4 separate regions of the Pan troglodytes genome follow, and regions 1, 2 and 3 are each linked to region 4. The links are chromatin contacts, called in public HiChIP or PLAC-seq maps. All regions are on one chromosome and are shown on one strand. Each heading gives the region's core, a stretch centred on a gene start, on an enhancer-like site or on the middle of the called end of the contact. The rest is flanking DNA. Distances are from core to core; before and after follow the strand shown.

Evidence for each region. HiChIP or PLAC-seq counts read pairs in DNA pulled down with a chosen protein or histone mark.
Region 1: an H3K4me3 HiChIP or PLAC-seq map of stem cell-derived excitatory neurons shows a contact between it and region 4, with 13 times the contacts expected there. The contact joins the promoter of RBKS here to the promoter of FOSL2 in region 4. A contact is called at or near these places in 2 of 7 Hi-C or Micro-C datasets (blood and stem cell-derived neural progenitor cells) and 1 of 1 datasets of contacts at active chromatin or transcription factors (stem cell-derived excitatory neurons).
Region 2: an H3K4me3 HiChIP or PLAC-seq map of stem cell-derived excitatory neurons shows a contact between it and region 4, with 2.2 times the contacts expected there. The contact joins the promoter of WDR43 here to the promoter of FOSL2 in region 4. A contact is called at or near these places in 1 of 7 Hi-C or Micro-C datasets (stem cell-derived neural progenitor cells) and 1 of 1 datasets of contacts at active chromatin or transcription factors (stem cell-derived excitatory neurons).
Region 3: an H3K4me3 HiChIP or PLAC-seq map of stem cell-derived excitatory neurons shows a contact between it and region 4, with 3 times the contacts expected there. The contact joins the promoter of PPP1CB here to the promoter of FOSL2 in region 4. A contact is called at or near these places in 1 of 7 Hi-C or Micro-C datasets (stem cell-derived neural progenitor cells) and 1 of 1 datasets of contacts at active chromatin or transcription factors (stem cell-derived excitatory neurons).

What each region holds. Positions count from the first base shown.
Region 1 is chr12:94,970,301-94,973,069 of NHGRI_mPanTro3-v2.0_pri, reverse strand. RBKS (ribokinase) reads right to left here and starts at 1,518. Exons shown (of 8, transcript XM_003308943.7): 1 at 1,297-1,518. The coding sequence starts at 1,385. All of the region lies in intron 1 of BABAM2 (BRISC and BRCA1 A complex member 2), which reads left to right.
Region 2 is chr12:93,952,288-93,955,128 of NHGRI_mPanTro3-v2.0_pri, reverse strand. WDR43 (WD repeat domain 43) reads left to right here and starts at 1,445. Exons shown (of 18, transcript XM_515377.8): 1 at 1,445-1,799. The coding sequence starts at 1,575.
Region 3 is chr12:94,096,089-94,098,788 of NHGRI_mPanTro3-v2.0_pri, reverse strand. PPP1CB (protein phosphatase 1 catalytic subunit beta) reads left to right here and starts at 1,281. Exons shown (of 9, transcript XM_063789201.1): 1 at 1,281-1,551; 2 at 1,806-1,944. The coding sequence starts at 1,893.
Region 4 is chr12:94,462,400-94,465,256 of NHGRI_mPanTro3-v2.0_pri, reverse strand. It overlaps FOSL2 (FOS like 2, AP-1 transcription factor subunit), which reads left to right and starts at 1,425. Exons shown (of 4, transcript XM_009442218.5): 1 at 1,425-2,436. The coding sequence starts at 2,335.

The sequences.
Region 1 (2,769 bases), core at 269-2,768, 510 kb before region 4:
TTTTATCTTGGCACAGTGTCTGACAGAATAGTTCTAATATTTGTGGAAAAATAAAGGTCATTGGTATTTAAAATTCTTTTGTTGCTTCTTCTCGTTACACAGTCTCCTACTCATCCTCAAGTTTTCGTCAGTCACAATAACTGCCTCTAGCAGTCTCTTCTCTAACTCCCACCTTTCTAATCTCAGTGGAAATTTGGTAACACAGCTTATAAATATTTTAAGGTAAGGTTAAATTGGTTACATGAAGACCCTAGACCTATTTTCTGAGTAGAATACAGGTGGTTTGGTGCAGCAATTTGGTGACTTATTTTGATTGTCCCAAAGCCTTTTTCTTTAGTTCCACGTTCTCTATTACCCTTTGGAAAAGCAACATTTCAGGACGAATGAGGTGTTACTGTAGTATACCTGATCATTTTTATAACACAAAGTAGCATTACAACTGAAAAGATATTCATCAAAAGACTGAACTGCAGTAATTGGAGTGGTAGGATTTTCTTGGAATATCTGAATTTATTACTACTTTTACAGTGAACATACATTACTTTTGTAATCAGAAAAGCTACCTTAATTAAAAAAAAAGAAAAATCAGAAGGATCTGTCTACTCAATCTTACTGACCTAACTCAACAATTTTCATTTGGCATATTTTCTATCATAATTTGATCATAGTTTTTAGAGGTTGTAAATACTGTGTTTATGTTTTTATTTTGATTCATACTTGGCTTGCTGAAAAATACGCTGTAAATATAAAATACTGCAGTAATGCCGACAATCAACATGGTAAAAGGTGACAGTCTTTTTGATTTCTGCTCAACTCATTATTTTATACAATAAGCTCAGACGAATAATACCCAATTTGGATAATGTTACGCTTGACAAAACACTTTACTTCATTTAGTCCTCACAACAACCCTGTGAGGTAGGCACATTCTCGGAGGTAAAATGACGTGGGCAAAGTTCCCTGGCTCGTTTGGGGAAAGGCTCAGCAGCCGGGCCAAGAAAGGTCTTTGGGGGCGCAAGTCTTTGGAGGGCAGGTCTTTGGGGAGCGCTTTGAGTAATATTAGAGCTTTCACTAAACCTTGGCCTCTTACGTCCCCTCCCCTGAGATTTACCTTTATATACTCAAGTTCTTTCATGCCAGGAAGGTAGGCTGAAGGCTTCGAAAACCTGCAGCTCATACCCAAAGCTAGCACTGTCTATCCCTGGAGACCCAGCGCCCAAGATTTCCACTGGGCGCATAGCGCACGGCACGCCTCCTCCCCCGAGCCGCAGACTGAGTAACTGGCCCCGGACTAACCTGACCAGGTCGGTCATGCAGGAGCCCACCACTACCACCGCCGCCACCTCCTCTTGCCACTGCCTCTGGGATTCCCCAGACGCCGCCATCGCTCAAAGGTGCTGCTGTCCAACCTGGACGGTGACCTCTGCCCTTTGCCCGACCCCGTAACCAGAGACGCCACTCCTGCCCTCCCTAACGACGCGGGCCTTTCAGACGCCTACGCGGGTCGCCCACCTGACTGCCCGAAATCACCCCGCCCACCAAGTGTCCCCTCTTCTTCCTGGAATAGTCTCCGTGCACAGCCTCACGTAACAGGGCCCTCCTGATATGGCGAGACTCCGCGCTCCTCGCCACTCACGGGGCAGGCGCTGAGGAAGGAACTGTCAGGCACCGCGGGGACGCCTTTCCGAGCGCCCGGCTCGGCGCGGCGCGGGGGCGCGCACGCCGCCCAGCTTCGGGGCCGCAGAGGGGGCGGGGCGGGACGTCCGGGGAGTGCGCACGCATCCTGCCCGCGGCGCGCGCGCAGGTCGGTGCGTCGGTCGGGGGCGCGCTCGGGTACCTGTACCCCACGTAGTCGCCGGTTACCGATCGGACTAAGTTCCAGGTACCTGGACTGGGGCTGGTGCGGGGAGGTTGGATCCCGAGTCGCACAGGTGGCGTGGAGAACTGTGGTTTAAATATGGCCAGGGGACTCGCCTCCTCTTCCTATGGAGAAGGCCCCCGTTCCAAAGATGCCCTTCTCATCCCCATCACGCTGATTCCCTCAAGAACGAGCCCCCAAGGCCAGAGGCGTCTCTTTCTCCATATCTGGCCCATCCCCTGGTCCCTGTAAACCCCGAGTATTAGTTCCTTGTTGCCTGATGAGGGGAATCATACAGTTTGGAAGAGGGGAGAGTGTCCCTTTTTAAGACGTCCCCTAGAGTGGGGTGGTCATTCTTCGGGTCTGAGCTAACTTGTTTTTCTCGAATGTTGCCCCTTGGGGGAAATTGCTTCCCCAGTGTAACTTCCCTCGTGCGCTGTATGACGTCGACGTGACGCAGCAGGATGCCACCCCTTTCCGTTCCATGACGTCAGCAGGGCACATGTTTCCGTGTTTGTCATCTCATTTTAATTGCAAGAACCTGGATGGTGCTTTAGACGTCTTTGTAATCCCCAGGTCTCTCATCAAAGGACCTTTTGTAACTTTATTTTGGGGTAGCAGACCCTTGCAAAAATTGTAATTTTGCATTGCCCTTTTGCAATACGTCAAAATCAGGAAATACAAATTGCAGGAGTAGCATTCAGGGGACTCTGACCACCGTAAATGTTTGTATATCTGGGGTGTGTTATAGTGCTGCCATGCGTAAGAGTTACTACCGGTGGTGACTCCCTGTCCATGTACCCGGTTCACTGCACCAAAGGACCAGTGTTTTTGGCTAAGTGACTTCTGATTTTGGAGTCACTGTATTCCACTCCCCACCCCACCCCCCCCTTTTTTTTTAGAGAAGTCAC
Region 2 (2,841 bases), core at 196-2,695, 510 kb after region 4:
TACAGGATCTCACTATGTCACCCAGGGTAGGGTGCAATGGAGCAGTCATAGCTCACTGTAGCCTCGACCTCGTGTGCTCAAGCCATCCTCCTCCCTCAGCCTCCAGACTATGGGCGTGTGCCTAAAAATGTCTATTTGATGTAGCAACATGAGATAAATCTGGAGAAACAGGAGGGAATAGCCGTTCCGATCATTACTTTTACATTATTATAACTGAATACATTGTTATGTTGTAAATGATTACAGCCTGGAATTGAACAGGGGGAAACGGAAGCAGTTGTTACAATCATTATCAATTTTAAAGTGAAGACTTCTTTTCTCTCTCTTTTTTTTTGAGACAGTCTCGCTCTGTCACCTAGACTGGAGTGCAGTGGCGTGGCGATTTCGGCTCACTGCAACCTCCACCTCCCGGGTTCAAGGATTCTCCTGCCTCAGTCTCCCGAGTAGCTGGGACTACAGGCACACACCACCACACCCGGCTAATTTTTGTATTTTTAGTAGAGACAAGGTTTCGCCATTTTGCCTAGCTTGGTCTCGAACTCTGACCTCGGGCGATCTGCCCGCCTCGTCCTCCCAAAGTGGGATTATAGGTGTAAGCCACCGCGCTCGGCTGAAGATTTCCTTCAAACCTTTCGTTCTACCTTATCATTTTCTTTAAAGTTTTAAAAAATTGTTATTTATTTATTATTTATTTTTTTAAGACGGAGTTTCGCTCTTGCTGCCCAGAGCTGGAGTGTAATGGCGCGATCTCGGCTCACAGCAACCTCCATCTCCCGAGTTCAAGCGATTCTCCTGCCTCAGCCTCTCGAGTAGCTGGGATTACAGGCGTGCGCCACACGCCTGGCTATTTTTTTTTTTTTTTTTTGAGACGAGTCTCGCTCTGTCGCCCAGGCTGGAGTGCAGGGGCGCGATCTCGGCTCACTGCAATCTCCGCCTCCCGGGTTCAACCAATTCTCTGCCTCAGCCTCCCGAGTGGCTGGGATTACATACAGGTGCCAACCACCAAGCCCGGCTAATTTTTTTGTATTTTTAGTAGAGACGAGGTTTCATCATCTTGGCCAGGCTGGTCTTGAACTCCTGACCTTGTGATCCACCCGCCTCGGCCTCCCAAAGTGCTAGGATTACAGGCGTGAGCCACCGCGCCCAGCCCACGGCTAATTTTTTTATTTTTAGTAGAGACGGGGGTTTCTACATGTTGGTCAGGCTGGTCTCGAACTCCGACCTCAGGGGATCCGCCCACTTCGGCCTCCCAAAGTGCTGTGATTACAGGCGTGAGCCACCGCGCCCGGCCCCCACCCTTTTTTTTTTTTTTTTTTTTTTTAAAGGAACAGGACTTGATCTTGATTCTACAATTACTTTCTCCCATACTCCCACTCCCGCCCAGAACAAGATAGCGACAGGCCCTAGCGGGCCACCGTCCACAGGGCGGATCCGCCAGAAGCTCTCCGCGACGCGAAGATCCACCCCCTGAGCCCCCGGCGCTCCCTCCGCCTCACTTCCTCCTCCAGGCTCCGCCCCGCGCCGGTGCGCCTGCGCACGGACGAACACGTGGCTGCAGCGGGGCCAGAGCAGCAATGGCGGCGGGCGGCGGCGGTAGCTGCGACCCCCTGGCCCCGGCTGGGGTCCCTTGCGCCTTCTCCCCGCACAGCCAGGCCTACTTCGCTTTGGCCTCTACCGACGGTCACTTACGAGTATGGGAGACGGCCAACAACCGGTTGCACCAGGAGTACGTGCCTTCCGCGCACCTCAGTGGTACCTGCACCTGTCTGGCCTGGGCGCCAGCGCGGCTGCAGGCCAAGGTAAAGCGAGCGGGACTGCGCGGGGCGGGCGCCTTCCCAGGCTCGGCTTCGGGCCTCCGGGCCGGGTGGCGCTTGGCCCGGCATCGCGCGTGGCTCTCAGCGGCCCGGGCCAGAAGGCTTGGAGGCGGCGTCGGCGCGTTCAGGGCCCAAGCCGCCAGCCCCGCGTGCGGCCTGCCGCGAGGGCAGTGAGGGAGGGCGCAGCTCGACCCGGCCGGCCTCGTATCCGAGCCCTGCCGGCTGGCCCCATGAGGCCTGGGCCCCACTGTTGACGGGCAGCCATGTTCGCCAAGTCCCCTGGTCCCCCTGGGGCGGCTTCCTTCTGCCGGGCCTTGGCTCATCAGAGTTCTGGTTTTTGACAGAGCCCCATCTTGGGACTATCTAACTTTCCTCTGTCTGTGATCTGGCTCATCAATTTTGCCCTGGGCAGTTGGTATGGACTAGTCTGTACTTGCTTCCGGACCTTCCCCCTCCTGCCCCCCCTTTGGGTGCCGGCTCACCACGTGTTCTCGTCCCGGTCCAGGTTGTGGGACTCTCAACTCTTGACTTTTGCCTTTCCCAGGCACCTCTACATTCTCAGCTTTTTGAACTCACTGCTTTTTGATTTTAACATCTGCTCGCCCCTCCCGCCCCGCTTTCAAGCCCATCACACTACTCCCCACCCACCCCAATCTGAAGTCTGCATTAGGATGTGGAGGTTAAGTGAAGTAGTAGCTTGATTTAGTGAATGTTTTATGAGTGCAGATGAAGTTACCCTTAGATGGAAAACTGCCGAGTTAGGCAGAGCTTTTCATTGTTAGGGACCCGTGTCAGGTAAATGCCTTTCACTGTTGAGTCACTCAGCTACATCTCTCTAACTCAGCATGCACGTGGTTATTGCATTTATAGAGTAGCCAAACCGAATCACTGCAAAGTGATTTGGAAACATCAGGTATCCTGAGGTGTGTGATGTGAGCTGTTTCAGTGTGGAGAACTGTAAAAGCTATTTAGGATAGATCTTACTCTCTCTGACGACCTGGGAAACCTGCTAAATTTTTGGGTTGGG
Region 3 (2,700 bases), core at 32-2,531, 370 kb after region 4:
CAGTGATCTGTGAAAACTACAGAGAACTGCCAGTTCATCTCCACAGATTACTGCAGTCTGTGAAAACTACTCCAGCCAGGACCACCATTATAGCCTGCTGCCTGTTGTGTTCACAATCGATGCACAAACTCAATCCTGAAATGGAGAGAAAAATAGGGGAAAAAAGACATTAGGAAATCCTAGCTCTATGTCATCTGGACACTAGAAAGCACTTGGTTGGACAAAGCTTTTTCTCCCCCACAGCACATGCCTGTTTCAGCATCTCAGCCCACATTCACGGAGAGGGAGAATATAGCAATTGTTAAGAATGCAGACTCTAGCACTACATGCCTGGGTTTGAATCCCAGCTCTGCTGTTTATTTGTGTGATTTGGGCTAAGTTTTTTAACCGTCTGTGCCTCGGTGAATCCCATCTACAAAGTAGAGATAATAATAGTACCTACCTCACAGGGCAGTTGTAAGGATTAAATGAGGTAACCCGGGTGTAACATTTAAAACAGTGGCAGAGTACATACAGGGATCTGAACAAATGTTAGCTACTATTAGTGATATGTGAGTGGGGGAAGCACACTGCCTTGGACTTGAGGCAATATCAAGTCTGAGTTTCTGGAAAAACACTTGTGGAATAAGTAAGGGCTGGCCACCTCCTAAAACCGGACAAAAGATCTGGCTTGCCTAGATCCTTAGCGTGACTGCTTCTCCTCCTGCCTTTCTAGAGGCAGTATTACGTGATGGAAATACTTGGTGGGTGCTGTGGGCACAAAGATAAGTTAGTGTGTTTTTATCCCCTAGGAGCTGAGTCGAGAGTAGGAGAAAAATGCATAAATAATTACCAGGTAGGATGATTAAGCAATATACTGGAGGCAGCAACAGAAACACACCGTGGAAAAAAGATACCCACGGCGTGGATGAAGATATGAGATGTGTGAAAGCGCTAGACACAGGCAGCCATCTGCACCCATGTAAAACTGGATTATTGCGGACTCCTACAAGGCCCACTTTAACGCTTCTTTCAACCAGAATCCCTGCAGAACTAATTTTGTAGAACCGCCGGGGATAAAGACCTTTATTTGCAATGTCGAACTCCAGCAGAGTAACCCCTTTTGCTTTCCACACGCGCAAACCCGGGTCCCAAACGCTGCAGTTCGCGTTTCCCGGCTAACGGAAGAAACACGAGGAACTGTTTGCAGATCTAGGCGATGAAGCCAAAAAACGGAAAGCGAGGTCGAAAGGGCGCAACCACCACGTCTGGAGGAGGCCAGTGAAGTAGAGAAAGGGGAAGGTCAGCCCAGCCCCAGCGCGCTCTGCGTAACCGGGACTTCCTCCGCGCGGCAAAGCCGGGGAACCTCCCTGGCGCCTGCGCCACCGCGGCGAGACTCGGCGCCGTGGACGTGGAGAGAGGGCGACGCACCTGCGCGAAGACGGCAACGGGAAAAGCCGCTCCAGTGCGGTTGCGCGGCGGCCCAGGCGCCGAGGGGAGCCTCGGCGGGGAGCGCGCCGCGCGCCTGCGCGGAGAGCTGCGTGACGCGGCGGCGCGCAAGGGACGTGCGGAGTGAGTGGCGCTGCGGGTGGGGCCGTCGGCGGCGCTGGTGAGCTTTGCGGAGCTGGGCGGTGCCGAGGAGGAGGAGGTGGCGGCCTGGGTCTGACGCGGCCCTGTTCGAAGGGGCCTCTCTTGTTTATTTATTTATTTTCCGTGGGTGCCTCCGAGTGTGCGCGCGCTCTCGCTACCCGGCGGGGAGGGGGTGGGGGGAGGGCCCGGGAAAAGGGGGAGTTGGAGCCGGGGTCGAAACGCCGCGTGACTTGTAGGTGAGAGAACGCCGAGCCGTCTCCGCAGCCTCCGCCGCCGAGAAGCCCTTGTTCCCGCTGCTGGGAAGGAGAGTCTGTGCCGACAAGATGGCGGACGGGGAGCTGAACGTGGACAGCCTCATCACCCGGCTGCTGGAGGGTGAGTGCGCGCCTGGCCGCGGGACAGAGGGAGGTCGGGCACCGCCGCCGACCCCTGCGTCCCCCTCTGCCGCCGGAACGCGAGGGGACCCCTTTCCCGCCCCGAGACGAGTCTCTGGGAGCGCGGCGCGGCGGACGAACCGAGGAGGGGGCGAGGAGGCTCTGGGCGCGGGGGAGCGGCCTCTGGGAGCGCGGTCAGGGGAGATCGGGGGAGAGGGGGCCGTTCCCGCGGACCCTCGGGGGCCAGGCCCGCCGGCCGAAGGCTGTGCGGAGCGGGTCTGCGGGCGACAGCCTTTCGGAAAGGCCGCCGGGCTCCGCGCGCCGTGGTGCTCGCCTCCGGTGACCCGAGGATGGGGAGAGGATGCCTGCCCTGCCACCGGGCTTTGTGCGTCCGTGGAATCACTGTTCTTCTCTGTTCTCTTTGTGCATTGCCCTTGGCTGCCTCCGATTGTCGTTCCGGGAGTGAATTTTACGTATATATATAAAAACCTGTCCTTAACAGGACTGTTTCGTCTGCTCTGCATTTTTACACAATGCTATATAGAATGGATTGTTCTTAAAGAGAGGATAAAATTAGCGGGAATTAATCTACCGTTTGTTACTTGGCCTAAAAAAATTGTAAGACAAAATATTTGCTCAGGTTGAAGATGCACGTCAGAAATGTGATGTATGTAGATGGGTTTGCTGAAGGGATTGGCTTTTGCATTTGATTTGAGCAGAGCTTAATTTCTGCACAAACTTAGTGAAAATCTATTTT
Region 4 (2,857 bases), core at 176-2,675:
TGACGGTGCACAGCGAGTTGTCTGCAATGGACTCTCAACACCTCTTAACATTGGGTCCTCATAAGGACCCTGTGGGGTACAGATGGCTGGCGCTACTTAAGAATTGGGTAAACTGAGGCTAACACAGACCCTGGACCAAAACCTAAGTTCCCTGACTTCCGCTACAGTACTTCTCCATTCACACACACCATCATCTCAGCGGAAGGATTGGAGCTCCAGAGCAGAGAAGGGCCTAAGGTCATGTCTCCAAACTCCTTCACTTTATAGGAGGAAACTGAGGCCCAGAGAGGTTAAGGAATTCGTCCAAGATCTCACAGCTCGTAAATAGCGTAGCCGGGCGTTCCTGCTCCAAGGTCTGTGCTCTGTACCCTGCGCCGCGCCCCTCTCAGCCCCGCCCAGCGAGGGAGGAGGACCCAAATGTCCGGCAACCCGCGCCCTGAACTTCGCTCCAAAACAGCTGAAGACGACAACGTTGGGGCACACCCTCTCGCTGGCTATTTTTTTTTTAAATTCGTAACAGTCTGGAGTTTGCTTATAAACGCCCGATTACTCTTATTAGATGCGTCCTAATTGCCCGGCGTACAGGGCGGCCGGAATGTCTTGACTGGTTAATTTCATCTTCAAGGCTACTCCTAACGAATTAACTGTAGGACCGAAAACATGAAAAACAAAAAACAAAAAGGGAAGCGGTAGGCAGACCGCCACGGAGGGAAAAATAGGCAGGCCAGCCCCGCCCGGCGCCGTGCCCCGCCAAGACCCGGCCGCAGGGCGGCGCGGGCACCCTGCGCGCCCGCTGCACTCGGCGGCGCCGCGGAGGGCGCCTACGACCGCGCGCAGCCGCGCCCTCCCTGCGAGCGGCTCTGCGCGCCCGGCTCCCGGCCTCCCGGTGGCGCCGCACCGAACCGCCCGTCTCGCCGTCAGGGCTGTGATTATTTTCTAAAATCCGGAGCTGAGACCCGCGCGGCCGCTCTCGGGGCCCCGCCCCGAGCCCCTTCCCAGGGCGGGGGAGAGGCCGCAGCGCACTCGGGAGCGGGCGAGGGAATCCCTCTCCCTCCACGTCACCCGAAAGCGAGGAAACCCGCACTCGCGTCCTCTAACGCAAATGACCATCTTTGGCAACGTGCGCCAATGGAACAGACCAAGGGCGCTGGGCCCGGGGGGTGAGCGGGGGACTGGGGAGGGCCGGGGCTGCCTCGGCGCCCCCGAACCGTGCGTGCCGCCCGCTCCCGCCCGGGCCACCGCCTGGCTTCCTCGCGCGGGGTGCGCGGTTGGCGTCAGCGCGGCCGGGAGCCGGGGCTGGGAGGGGAGAGCTGCGCCCGCCTCCTCCCCTCCCGCGCCTCTTCCTCCTCCGCGGCCTCCTCCCCCCGCCTCCTCGTGCGCTCCTCCCTGCAAGGTGGAGTCTGGGGTTGACGTGAGTGAATCCACATGGTACAGGGCTGGAGAATAAAGAGTGTGAGTTGAACTCGTGCCATTGTAGTGACTCATCTCGGGCAGAGCGCTAGGGCTCCGAGCGAACCAGCGAGAGAGCGAACGAGCGGCGCTCGGCGGGGACAGAAAGAGGGAGAGAGAGAGAGAGAGAGGGAGAGGCGCGGCCGGGCGAGGCGGGCCCGTCCGGGAGCGGGCTCCGGGGAAGGGGTGCAGGTCTGGGCGCCGGAGCGGGGAGCGGGGCCGCGTCCCTCTCAGCGCCAGCTCTACTTGAGCCCCACAAGCCGCTGTCCCCCCTGGCGCGCTCGGGGCCGCGGGACGGGCGCACGCCGCCTTCTCCTAGTCAAGTATCCGAACCGCCCCGAAACTCCGGCGGCGAGTCGGCCACGGGAAGTTTATTCTCCGGCTCCTTTTCTAAAAGGAAAAAACAGAAGTTCTCCCAGCGGACAGCTTTTCTTTCCGCCTTTTTGGCCCTGTCTGAAATCGGGGGTCCCCGGGGCTGGCAGGCCAGGCTCGCTGGGCTCCTAATCTTTTTTTTAATTTCCAATTTTTGATTGGGCCGTGGGTCCCCGCTGAGCTCCGGCTGCGCGCGGGGGCGGGAGGGCGCGCGCAGGGGAGGGACCGAGAGACGCGCCGACTTTTTAGAGGGAGGGATCGGGTGGACAACTGGTCCCGCGGCGCTCGCAGAGCCGGAAAGAAGTGCTGTAAGGGACGCTCGGGGGACGCTGTTCCTGAGGTGTCGCCGCCTCCCTGTCCTCGCCCGCCGCGGTGGGGGAGAAACCCAGGAGCGAAGCCCAGAGCCCGCGGCGCGGCCGGCGGACGAACGAGCGCGCAGCAGCCGGTGCGCGGCCGCGGCGAGGGCGGGGGAAGAAAAACACCCTGTTTCCTCTCCGGCCCCCACCGCGGATCATGTACCAGGATTATCCCGGGAACTTTGACACCTCGTCCCGGGGCAGCAGCGGCTCTCCTGCGCACGCCGAGTCCTACTCCAGCGGCGGCGGCGGCCAGCAGGTAGGTGCGGGCCCCGGTGCACCTGGCGGCGCGGGCGGACCCCTGCCCTCTTCTCGCCGCCACTGCCTCTTTTGCTTTCTTTTCTTTTTCTTGGCGAGAAAATACCTACGGGCCACCGTTGTAAGTTCTGGATTTTCGTCCTCCCCTTCCCCCCCACCCCCTTTTAAACTAGGGGATTGGGGAGTGGGCTTGAAGAGACAACATGCCCTTTTCCTCTCACATTATATTTTACCCAGATAAACTCCTGGAATTGTAGGCCCCCTACCAGGAGCCTGTTACCTCCTTCCAAGAACTACTCCCCCTCCCCCGTGTCTGCCCCCCCCCCACCCCTGCCCCGCGTCTTCTCTCTGGGTGGTGGACAGACAAGAAAATCTTTGCACCCACTGGCACCTCTCGACATCCTGGGACCCTATTCCTTCAG